Regions from separate parts of the Mus musculus genome. Here region 1 is linked to region 2. A link is a contact called in public HiChIP or PLAC-seq data. All regions are on one chromosome and are shown on one strand. Each heading gives the region's core, a stretch centred on a gene start, on an enhancer-like site or on the middle of the called end of the contact. The rest is flanking DNA. Distances are from core to core; before and after follow the strand shown. Region 1 holds the start of Helt (helt bHLH transcription factor). Region 2 holds the start of Slc25a4 (solute carrier family 25 (mitochondrial carrier, adenine nucleotide translocator), member 4).

Evidence for each region. HiChIP or PLAC-seq counts read pairs in DNA pulled down with a chosen protein or histone mark.
Region 1: an H3K4me3 HiChIP or PLAC-seq map of embryonic stem cells shows a contact between it and region 2, with 31 read pairs. The contact joins the promoter of Helt here to the promoter of Slc25a4 in region 2. A contact is called at or near these places in 5 of 39 promoter capture datasets (the C10 cell line, cranial neural crest, liver and 1 more), 11 of 484 Hi-C or Micro-C datasets (all in embryonic stem cells), 6 of 115 datasets of contacts at active chromatin or transcription factors (embryonic stem cells, large pre-B cells and microglia) and 4 of 9 other capture datasets (adipose tissue, embryonic stem cells, liver and 1 more).

What each region holds. Positions count from the first base shown.
Region 1 is chr8:46,292,490-46,297,768 of GRCm38.p6, reverse strand. It overlaps Helt (helt bHLH transcription factor), which reads left to right and starts at 3,098. Exons shown (of 4, transcript NM_173789.4): 1 at 3,098-3,745; 2 at 4,180-4,284; 3 at 4,505-4,601; 4 at 5,040-5,279. The coding sequence starts at 3,719.
Region 2 is chr8:46,207,843-46,212,355 of GRCm38.p6, reverse strand. It overlaps Slc25a4 (solute carrier family 25 (mitochondrial carrier, adenine nucleotide translocator), member 4), which reads left to right and starts at 1,294. Exons shown (of 4, transcript NM_007450.5): 1 at 1,294-1,544; 2 at 2,848-3,334; 3 at 3,818-3,958. The coding sequence starts at 1,434.

The sequences.
Region 1 (5,279 bases), core at 1,849-4,348, 84 kb before region 2:
GTATCCTCTGACTAACCCCTTTGCTCTGTTGTGTTCTGCAGGTGTTTCTCAGCTGGATACCTGGTACCTGGCTCCTTTGGAATGAGGACTATGTTGAAAGGTTTCTAGTCTTAAAGTCCCCCCCCCCCCAACCCAGTCTCACTGTCTAACCCTAACCACACTGAAAGAGCAAGCAGGCCAGAGAACACTGGGTGAAGCCCTCAGTGAGAGGGGAGCCCAAAGTCCCCTCCCCCACATTCATTTACCTAATTTGGGTTAAATTTAACAGACTTCAGGAGGCGTCTGACTTTTTCTGGAGTGAGCAATGCTTTTGAAGAGGGATGAGGAGGAGGAGAAGGAGGAGAAGGAAGAAGAGGAGGAGGAGGAGGAGGAGGAGGAGGAGAAGGAAGAAGAGGAGGAGGAGGAGGAGGAGGAGGAGGGGGGGGGGGAGTCCACTATAGAGTGGAAGCTCCTAACAGTTCCACAGTTTCCCTAAAACAAAATAGTCAACGCAGAGAACCCTGATGGCAAAAAATAAAAGATGAATGTCGTAGTTAGGCCTCCTTGAGTGCCTTGACTCTAGTCCCTTATTTCACCCCAGTGACAGCCTTGTAGCATATAATGGACACAATGTTATCTCCATTTTACAGAAGAGGAAAACTGAGGCGCACAGTCGAGGATCTTTCCCCTGCTTTGTGTCTGGCTCTCAGGGCAGGAGTGCAGTTGGTGCACAAACCGGCTCTGCATCTTAACCCCTTGGCTCTCAGGTAGAGTGTAAATCACCCGGAGATCCAGGGAGCATTGATCAGCACACTAAAAATAGAGAGTAAAAGCAATATCTAGTAAGGCGTCCATTTCCTTGAGAGTGTGGTTGAGACACGCTGCAAGGAAGAGCAAAACTGGAAGCATCCTTTCCCCAGTCCTAAGAAGAAACCTTGGGCTCTCTCCTTTACTGCTGCATCCTGGAGGGGCTGGGCAAACCTGCTCCCTGTGCTCCCGGTCTGCATCCATCCACTCCGCACCACCCCAAGAAGGAACTTTTAGTTCTGGGCAAACGGTCCCTGGCTCCCATAAACGCAGAAAAATTAAACAGTTTGTGTGAGATGAAATTTGGCTTGAGGAACGTGCCTGCAGCTGCAGTTAACACCAACAGTAAGAGGATCAACTTCAAGTCCGCTGGCAGGGAAGGGGAAAAAAGGGGGCGGGGGGCGAACTCCGGGCTCCCTTTTACTCATTCAAGTTAGCTGATTTGGACGATCAGGCTTCCTGTTTAATCCCCTTGTGTGCGAGTGAATATACCGAGGCCGATGACCCCTAAGAGAGCACGCGGCTGGCAGAGCAACCTGTAAAAAGGTGCGGATCCTGCCCAATCTGGCGTGAAGTATGTCGAAAAAAACAAAACAAACAAACAAACAAAACAAAACAAAAACCAGTAAGCAAGACTGGGGCACCCTAGTGTGCTCGGTGCAAACCGATTCCACACCCTCCAGGCACCGGAAGGTTGGCGGCTGCTTTCCAGAAGTCCTGCATCTCACAGCTAGCTTTGCGCCCCGGAGCTTCCTAGGTGCTGCAGGGACCCACCCTGCCTACCTACCTACCTACCTACCTCTGGCAAGGGACTGGCACTCCCCAAAGGGATAAGCCTTGGGCCTGCTGTTGTCTAGCAGAATAGAGAGAATTTACTCCACGGTGGGGGGCAAAGGGACTAAGGCGACACTTGAAGGGTGGTTTTCCTTGTTCCCAGATGAGAAAGATTGGGAACAGATGAGAACTTGCTGACTCTGGAATAAAGTCATAAAGCAAAGGTCATTTTTATTGTTTTTATATGAAGGAAAGCTCGCCCCCTCCACCACCCCCCACATGCCCAGAGGCAGCAATGAGAGGTTGGTTGGTAGAGGTCTGGGGCTGTACAGCAGGCTCAAGGCAAAGACACAGCGAGCAAAGAGAGAGAGTTCCCAGGAACTGCCACCCCCTCCTTCCCTCTGGGCCTGTCCAGTAAGTTTCCTTCTGAGTTTCTGTCCGTCTCTTCCCTCCCCCCCCCCCATATTTCGCTTTCTAAAACCATAAAAAAGAGATCAAATTCCCTAACTTCACGGGACCCTTTTCAGTGACAAATATTGATGCCCAAAGTGTCTGCGCTCTCCCGCCCCCAAACGTTAAGAAAAGGCGCCCGCGAGAGGGGGACATAAAAAGTTAACAATGCTGTGAAAATATGTTTGCAAAAAATAGACAATCGTTGGATTAAACGTATTCAAGTATGAAATAATGCCTTTTTGTGTCAAAACTTGGGCGATGGGCGGGTACAAAAGTTCCCTGTGGCAGCTACTTGCTCCCTTTGTGAGCTGTGCGCTTTGGCGTCTCCACTTGGGCGCATTACCCAGAGCCCTCTAAGCGCGATTGTTTCTCCCTTTCTAATGACATTTACCGGATCAAAACATGCTGTTAATTCGATCAGAAGGCTTCACCCTCCCTGACAAAGCCACAATAATTTCTCCTGAAGTTTGTTAAATTGACCAAAATTAGGCAAATGAATAGGGGTCTGTAGGCGCCCCCTCATGCAGGTGACGGCGCATAATGCTCGCCTGGGCCAGCTGCATTCTCCCTTTTCTTCTCGGCCCACTCTCCTCTGTGTTGCCCCAATCCTCCCACCCCCCTCACACACACACACACACACACACACACACACACACACACACACACACACACACACCCGCCTGTCTGTCCTCCACCCCACTCTTGGCATTATTAAAATTTAGCCCAATGAAACTATTCATACTTTTCAATGGACATTTTCCTATAGGATAATAGGCTACAAATTGAGCCTCTTCCCCCCGCGAAGAGAGAGCCGGAGGGGGGAGAAAAGAAAGCAGAGGATTTGGTCAGAGACTGGGGCGGGGGGAGGAGAGAGTCGCGTGCCAAAGGCCCGCGGGAGGGGCGAAGCGAGGCGGGAGCCTCGTGTGCCAGCCGCAGCCCCACACCTGCCGGGATGTCCGGACAAATAAAGCGGTGTAAACAAAAAGGGGGGAGACGGACGTGTCACCAAGTCGTGTGAGAAAAGCCTGGGAACAAACGGGGCGCCTCCGTCTCCAGAAGCTCTCCCTTGAACCCGGCGGAACAGCCTATTAAAGGCTTACTTAATTACTTTAATGACTCTGGACAGGCTTTAAAACGCACTCGGCGCTGGGACCGCGGGCTTGCTGGGATTTGTAAACAGGCGATCGTGTGAGACTCAGCGGTGGGACTAAAGGAAGCGACGCTGTTTTGTGAAGGTCCTCGCCCCCCGGTGCCCGCAGCCACTGCGCCCCTGCGCTCTGCGCCGGCTAAGAGTGCAGGCGCTCGCTGGTCCGCCGGCTCCAGTTTCTCGCCCCCTCTTCCTGAGGTGCCTGTTGCCATGCAAATGTTATTCCTGGACGAATCACGTGTCCTTTGAAGAGCCACGTGGATTAACAAAGCTGATCTGCCCCCACCTCGCCCCCCTCGGCTGCTAAAAATTTTTTTGTCAACTTCTTTAAAACTGACCTTGAATGCATACATGCTCCAAACGCAGAACTCCTAATCCTATGGAATAATTCAGCGCGTGAGAATGCACTTGCAGTCCTAGATGGCTGCTTTATAAAGGGAGCCCCCTCGGACCTGGGAGGCTGCAGTCTACCTGGAACACTTGAAGAGGCACACGAGGTGGAACGTGGACGAGTGCCTCGCGCCACCGCCTCTGCCGAGGGCGCGCACGCACACCAGAATGTCTGACAGGCTCAAGGAACGCAAAGTGAGTTCCTTGCGCTCTGGTGGTGGAAGAGTGTGACTCACCAACTAACCTGACATCTGGCTGGATAGATGACTAAGATGTGCCACCCAGAACTTTAAGTGTGGAGAAATCCAGAGTGGTTTGGAAAGGGAACAGAGACTGGAAGGAGAGTCCTTGATTGGAGACAGCTCACTCTGGGAGGCGGGTGGCCACGTCCCAGAGCCTTGGCACTTAGCTTGGCCTTGGCAGGGATGTGTAGGGAAGTTGAACGGCAAGAGAGCCAGCCAGCACGGACACAGAGCTCTGAGTCCGGGGACACAGAGCTCTCTTGGTCTAGTGTGGCGGGGCAGGGGTCTCTTCGGGTTGGCGAATTAGTGACCCTTGTAACACAGAAGCTTTGCCTTGGATGACTCCTTGGGCGAAGCCATCTTAAATGCAAAACTTTCTGTTTACAGAGAACCCCGGTTTCTCATAAAGTGATAGAAAAGAGAAGGAGGGACCGAATTAACCGCTGCTTGAACGAGCTGGGCAAGACAGTCCCTATGGCCCTGGCGAAACAGGTAACGTTTGTGGTGCTGGGTACTCCCCCACTGTCACTCTCTGCAGAGTCCCCAAAGTCTCTACAGACGCTGCTGGCCTAAGAGAACTCGCCCCACTCTGGGCGGCAGTAGCCTCTCTGACGCCAGCATCTTCCTGGCTGCTCCCCTACAGAAGACAGAGAGCATGTGCGTGGGTCTGCTGTGGATGGGCCGCCTCTAAGCTCCTGTGGGGTTTTTGCAGAGTTCCGGGAAACTGGAGAAGGCGGAGATCCTGGAGATGACAGTGCAGTACCTCAGAGCTCTGCATTCCGCGGATTTTCCCCGGGGAAGGGAAAAAGGTGGGCATTGATTCAGGCAAAGGAAACCTGACTGGGGAGAGTATGCCTCGCGGGAACCTAGGGTCTGAGAGTGGAGGACAGTCCGGGAGCAGGAAGCCCCCGAAGCGTCCAGGCGCTTGGTTCCTGAACATGCACCTGCTGGATGCTATGGACCAGCACCTAAAGATGCAGGTCTATTACTCCTCACAGGCGTGGGGTGGCGGGGTCAGGCTCTTGAGACAAGATTACTGCTTTTCCAATGTCTAGACTGCAGAGTAGAGAATGCCAATCTCAAATGAGAATCCAGCCCAAACCCTATTAAGATACCTCGGCACCGTTCTAGGAAGGGGTGTGCCTGTTCTCTTTTGTTTCCTTCTCCCTACCATTTATGTTGTTGTTGTTGTTGTTGTTATTATTATTATTATTATTATTGTTATTATTACTTTGCTACCCCAGCAGAGCTTTTAGCAGAATTTGCCAACTACTTCCACTACGGTTACCACGAGTGCATGAAGAACCTGGTGCACTACCTCACCACCGTGGAGCGGATGGAGACCAAAGACACCAAGTATGCGCGCATCCTCGCCTTCTTGCAATCCAAGGCCCGCCTGGGCGCCGAGCCCACCTTTCCGCCGCTCTCGCTTCCGGAGCCAGATTTCTCCTATCAGCTGCATGCAGCAAGCCCAGAGTTCCCGGGCC
Region 2 (4,513 bases), core at 45-2,544:
AGCAAACTTTTAAAAAGATGAACTGCCTTGACCGATGTCCAAACGAAGGTTAGCAAATGTGGGAAAAGAACAGAGTAAGGGGCTTGAAGTTAAACGAAGAAAAGAAAAGAACAACAAAAAAACCCTAATAGCACTCATTCTTGTGGAAGGGGCAGCAGTATGGAAAATATGCACAGTTATATTTGAACTGCCTTAAATGAGGTGAGGGTAACGAAATCTCACATCCATGTATTAAAAACAAAAAACAACAACAACAACAACAAAAAAAAACTGCAATCACTTTCCTGGGATTAGACAGTGCCTCGGCCCCCCTCCCCCAACCTCAAGCTGTCTGTTATAGAGTCAGACACAGCCAAGGAGTCGACCTTCCCAAAAGTCTGAGGACTCTGATCCTTAAGAAGCCGCCAGCCAACTGGAACCATCCTGCACGAAATACGGTTGAGATTCCATTAAGAGCTGAGCACGCATTCAAGCCCTTTAGAGGTCTGTCCACGAGAGAATCCCAAGAGCTGAGAGAGACTAGGAGCTAATAAAGGAGAGTCTTTTCCTTAGGAGTCCTCGGCCTGTGTGTCAGTGTGACAGGCCGAGTTAACAGAAAAGCCACACATCCACATTCACTGCCAAACTGAGAATCCACCTAGCGCCGCTGCATTCTGCTTTTTTTCTTTTTCCCTGATGGCGCAGAGTGCCCGGTGCATACATATTTTCTATTGACTGAATGGTTCAAGGATTGAATGGAGAGAAGTCGGAGACAGGAGCTTGCCCTCTACTATGAGGCAATAATGGCATTAAAAAGATGTTAGTATGTATTTGGGAGGAGTATGATTTATTTGCAGAAACGCAGAGTTCTGCAGAGGCCCGAATCCAGGCAGGGAGCTCTAGTTGGAAACGCCCTGACAACGGGAAGGGGTGGAAGCCTGAAACCTTCTTGGCCAAAAGCACCGTGGTGCAAGATCGAGGTCAAAAAGAGCTTCCCTTGAAGCATCAAGGGGCCCCCTCTCTGTCCCCAGGTCGTCCCCAGGCTAAACCCTCGTGAGCTATAAATACAACGGTCCACATGCAGCAGAGACACGGTGTTCCCTCGGCTCGCTGGGACAGATAGCATGAATTTGCCCTTTAAACGTCCCAAGCTGCAGGCACAGCCCCCAACCCACCCCTAGCTCCCGGAAGCGTCTTCGCCCCCAATGCCCTCTGCAAAGGAGGGGGATGGAGAGGGGCTGTCCAGGGACCAGCCCAGCCAATGCGCGCTGCGCGCTCGCCGGGGTCCCTCCTCCTCTCGCGAGACGCCGAGCCGGGGATATAAGGAGGGCTGCGGTCAGGCGGGCGGTCCCTTCGCGTCGTGCAGGGACGGATTCGGGGTGGCGGTGCCTGGCCGGGCGTAGGCAAGAGCAAACGAGCGGCTCCTTGCAGGCTGTGTGCGCCCGGCTTTCAGCATGGGGGATCAGGCTTTGAGCTTTCTTAAGGACTTCCTGGCAGGTGGCATCGCCGCCGCCGTCTCCAAGACGGCGGTCGCCCCGATCGAGAGGGTCAAACTGCTGCTGCAGGTCAGGACGGCTGGGGGCGCGAGCGGGGCGCGGCAGGGCGCTGGGGGGATGCGGGGCGGGGCGCGCGCGTCAGGGCGCAGGGATGCGGGCGGGGCGCGGGGATGCTGCGGCGCGGGCGCGCGCGACGCTGCGGAAAAATCTGTGCTAGGCCGCAAGCCCGGGGCCTAGGCGAAGGGGAAGGTGCCCTCTACGCAGATACAGGTCCAGCGTCAGTGGCAGATTCCTGGTGTCGGGTGGCGCCCGCGTTGGGGTGTCTATATATGGAAACCCACCCCGAAGCTGGTCTACCTCGAGCCAGATCCTGTGCCCGGTACAGCAAGCGACATTCCATCTAAGGCCTCTTAGGCGGGCCTCACCCTTTGGCCACATCCTCTGCACCTTCTTATCTGCATCCACCCTTGACAATTGAAGCATCAGATTAATCATTGACTGGGGTTCGCTCTATGTCGCGTGCGCTGCGCTATAACTTGACATTGATTTCATTCATCTTTCCTATAACCTCTGCAAGATAGGAATCGTCCTTGGCCCGTATTCACAGATGGAGACACTGAGGCAGAAATCCAGAAGTAATATTCAGGATAAATTCAGACCGCCTTGGCCATCTTGTCCCCATATAATTTTCTCCCCGGTCATTGAAGGGGCCTGCCATCATCATCTGATCCATCTCAAAGGCAAACGCTGTTCAATGGGGAAGAGCCGTTTGGGCATTTAAACATAACACAAAATGCTCCAACAGATTGGCCACGGCAGTAGTAACTCACTAATCACTTGAATTATCTGCTTGAAAATTTTCAGACACCTACTGTTAAGACAACCTTGTCTCGGGGGACATTCGAGTAAAGCAGGGACATTGTCATCTGCTCACCATGTTAAGAGCCCTTGAGGGAGGGATCTTTATTGCCATTCCCCATAAGCCTGCAGGGAATTTCGCTCAAATGTCCTTATAATGTCGAGAAATTGGACTGCTTTTTAGCTTAGTCAAGTAACTAACATTTATTGGTATGTTCTTGGTAACTGATTTCCTGATACATTAAAAAACAATTGGAATTCTCCCTTGTCACTTGAAAGTGAAAGATGGGCGAGGAACCCTGGGCATAGCAGTGCACATTTATAATCCCAGCATTTGGGAGGCAACACAGGATGATTTTTTAGTTCCAGGCTAGCCTGGGCTATATAGGATGACCCTATCCTTTCAAAACAAAAATAAGAAAAACTGAGGAAATACAAATCCTTTTTCCCCCTCTGTCTTCCCTTCTCTCTGCCTGTCCTCTGCCACCCCTTCCTCCCTCCCACCCCAAACTAGGTCCAGCATGCCAGCAAACAGATCAGTGCAGAGAAGCAGTACAAAGGCATCATTGATTGTGTCGTGAGAATCCCCAAGGAGCAGGGCTTTCTCTCTTTCTGGAGGGGTAACCTGGCCAACGTGATCCGGTACTTCCCCACTCAAGCCCTGAACTTCGCCTTCAAAGACAAGTACAAGCAGATCTTCCTGGGAGGCGTGGATCGCCATAAGCAGTTCTGGCGCTACTTTGCTGGTAACCTGGCCTCTGGTGGGGCAGCTGGGGCCACCTCCCTCTGCTTCGTCTACCCGCTGGACTTTGCTAGGACCAGGCTGGCTGCCGACGTGGGCAAGGGATCTTCCCAGCGAGAATTCAATGGGCTGGGCGACTGTCTCACCAAGATCTTCAAGTCGGACGGCCTGAAGGGTCTCTACCAGGGTTTCAGTGTCTCTGTCCAGGGCATCATCATCTACAGAGCTGCCTACTTCGGAGTCTATGACACTGCCAAGGGTGAGAGGGGGGCTTTGGGGTGGAAGGTGTGGGGAGGGGGTTATGGAGAGAGGATTCTGTGTGATCTACCCTTCCATGATGACCTTTGTGTGTTAGTTGCCTTTCCTACCTCTGAGCTAACCTGAGTTCTGAGGAGGTAATGTGATGTGGTTTGGATAAGTTAGTAGGTAAAGGAGCCTCTGTCTCCCGTACTGGTAAATACTGTGGCTTTGAGCTACTCAGGAGGCAAAGCCTCCCTCTAACCCAACACAGCTGCTAGTCTCTCAGCTGAACTAGAAGCAAGCTCTGTGTCAATAGAGCTGTAGCTTCTTTGGATTAAGGGAAAGCGGCAGCCAACTTTGCCTGGTTGCATGTAAGGGGGCCTCGGGGGAGGAGCTGGTTCTTGTGGAAGGGCAGGGTATGGCGTTGGGTCCGTAGCCTTGTCTTCCGTTGACCTGCTTTTGAAGCACCTGATAGCCATTTGCTTCTTGGCTCTGCTCACAGGGATGCTGCCAGACCCCAAGAATGTGCACATTATCGTGAGCTGGATGATTGCCCAGAGTGTGACAGCGGTGGCGGGGCTGGTGTCCTATCCGTTTGACACTGTTCGTCGTAGGATGATGATGCAGTCTGGCCGGAAAGGGGGTAAGCATGAACTCCCCCAAGTGTGAATCTTAGGTGTTACCCCTGGAGAACATACACTCACAAGTGCTACGAGGCCTTGTTTTTCTAAGTTGAAGGGCAAAATGTCTTCATCAGGCCTTCAGAAACCAAGATTCTAATTTCTCCTTTAGCTTTTCCTTAAGGGAATTTTGTTCTTTTTATTAAAGAAATAAGAACGTAACAAAATGAGGTTTTTAGAGTTGGCCCTAGGTATTTAGCATTAACAGCCTGGGTGCATAAGCAAGGGCAAAGAAGTAATTAGCTGTACACTTAAAACCCCTGCTTCCGATTATAGTTATTGGGAGTATAAATGAGATGGGATGTTTTAGCTAAATGAGAAATGGCTTGACCATCCTGCTTTGGGAGTTTTAGCTTCATAGGTAAAAGCATGAAGCGGCCATTCTTAAAGTAAAAAAAAACAAAAAACAAAACCCACATATACACTCACACACATACCAAATGTGAGGGGATTTTGTACACCCCAACAGTCATACCTTTTATCCTCCACAATCTTGGGCAGTGTAATCTGAGGCCAGG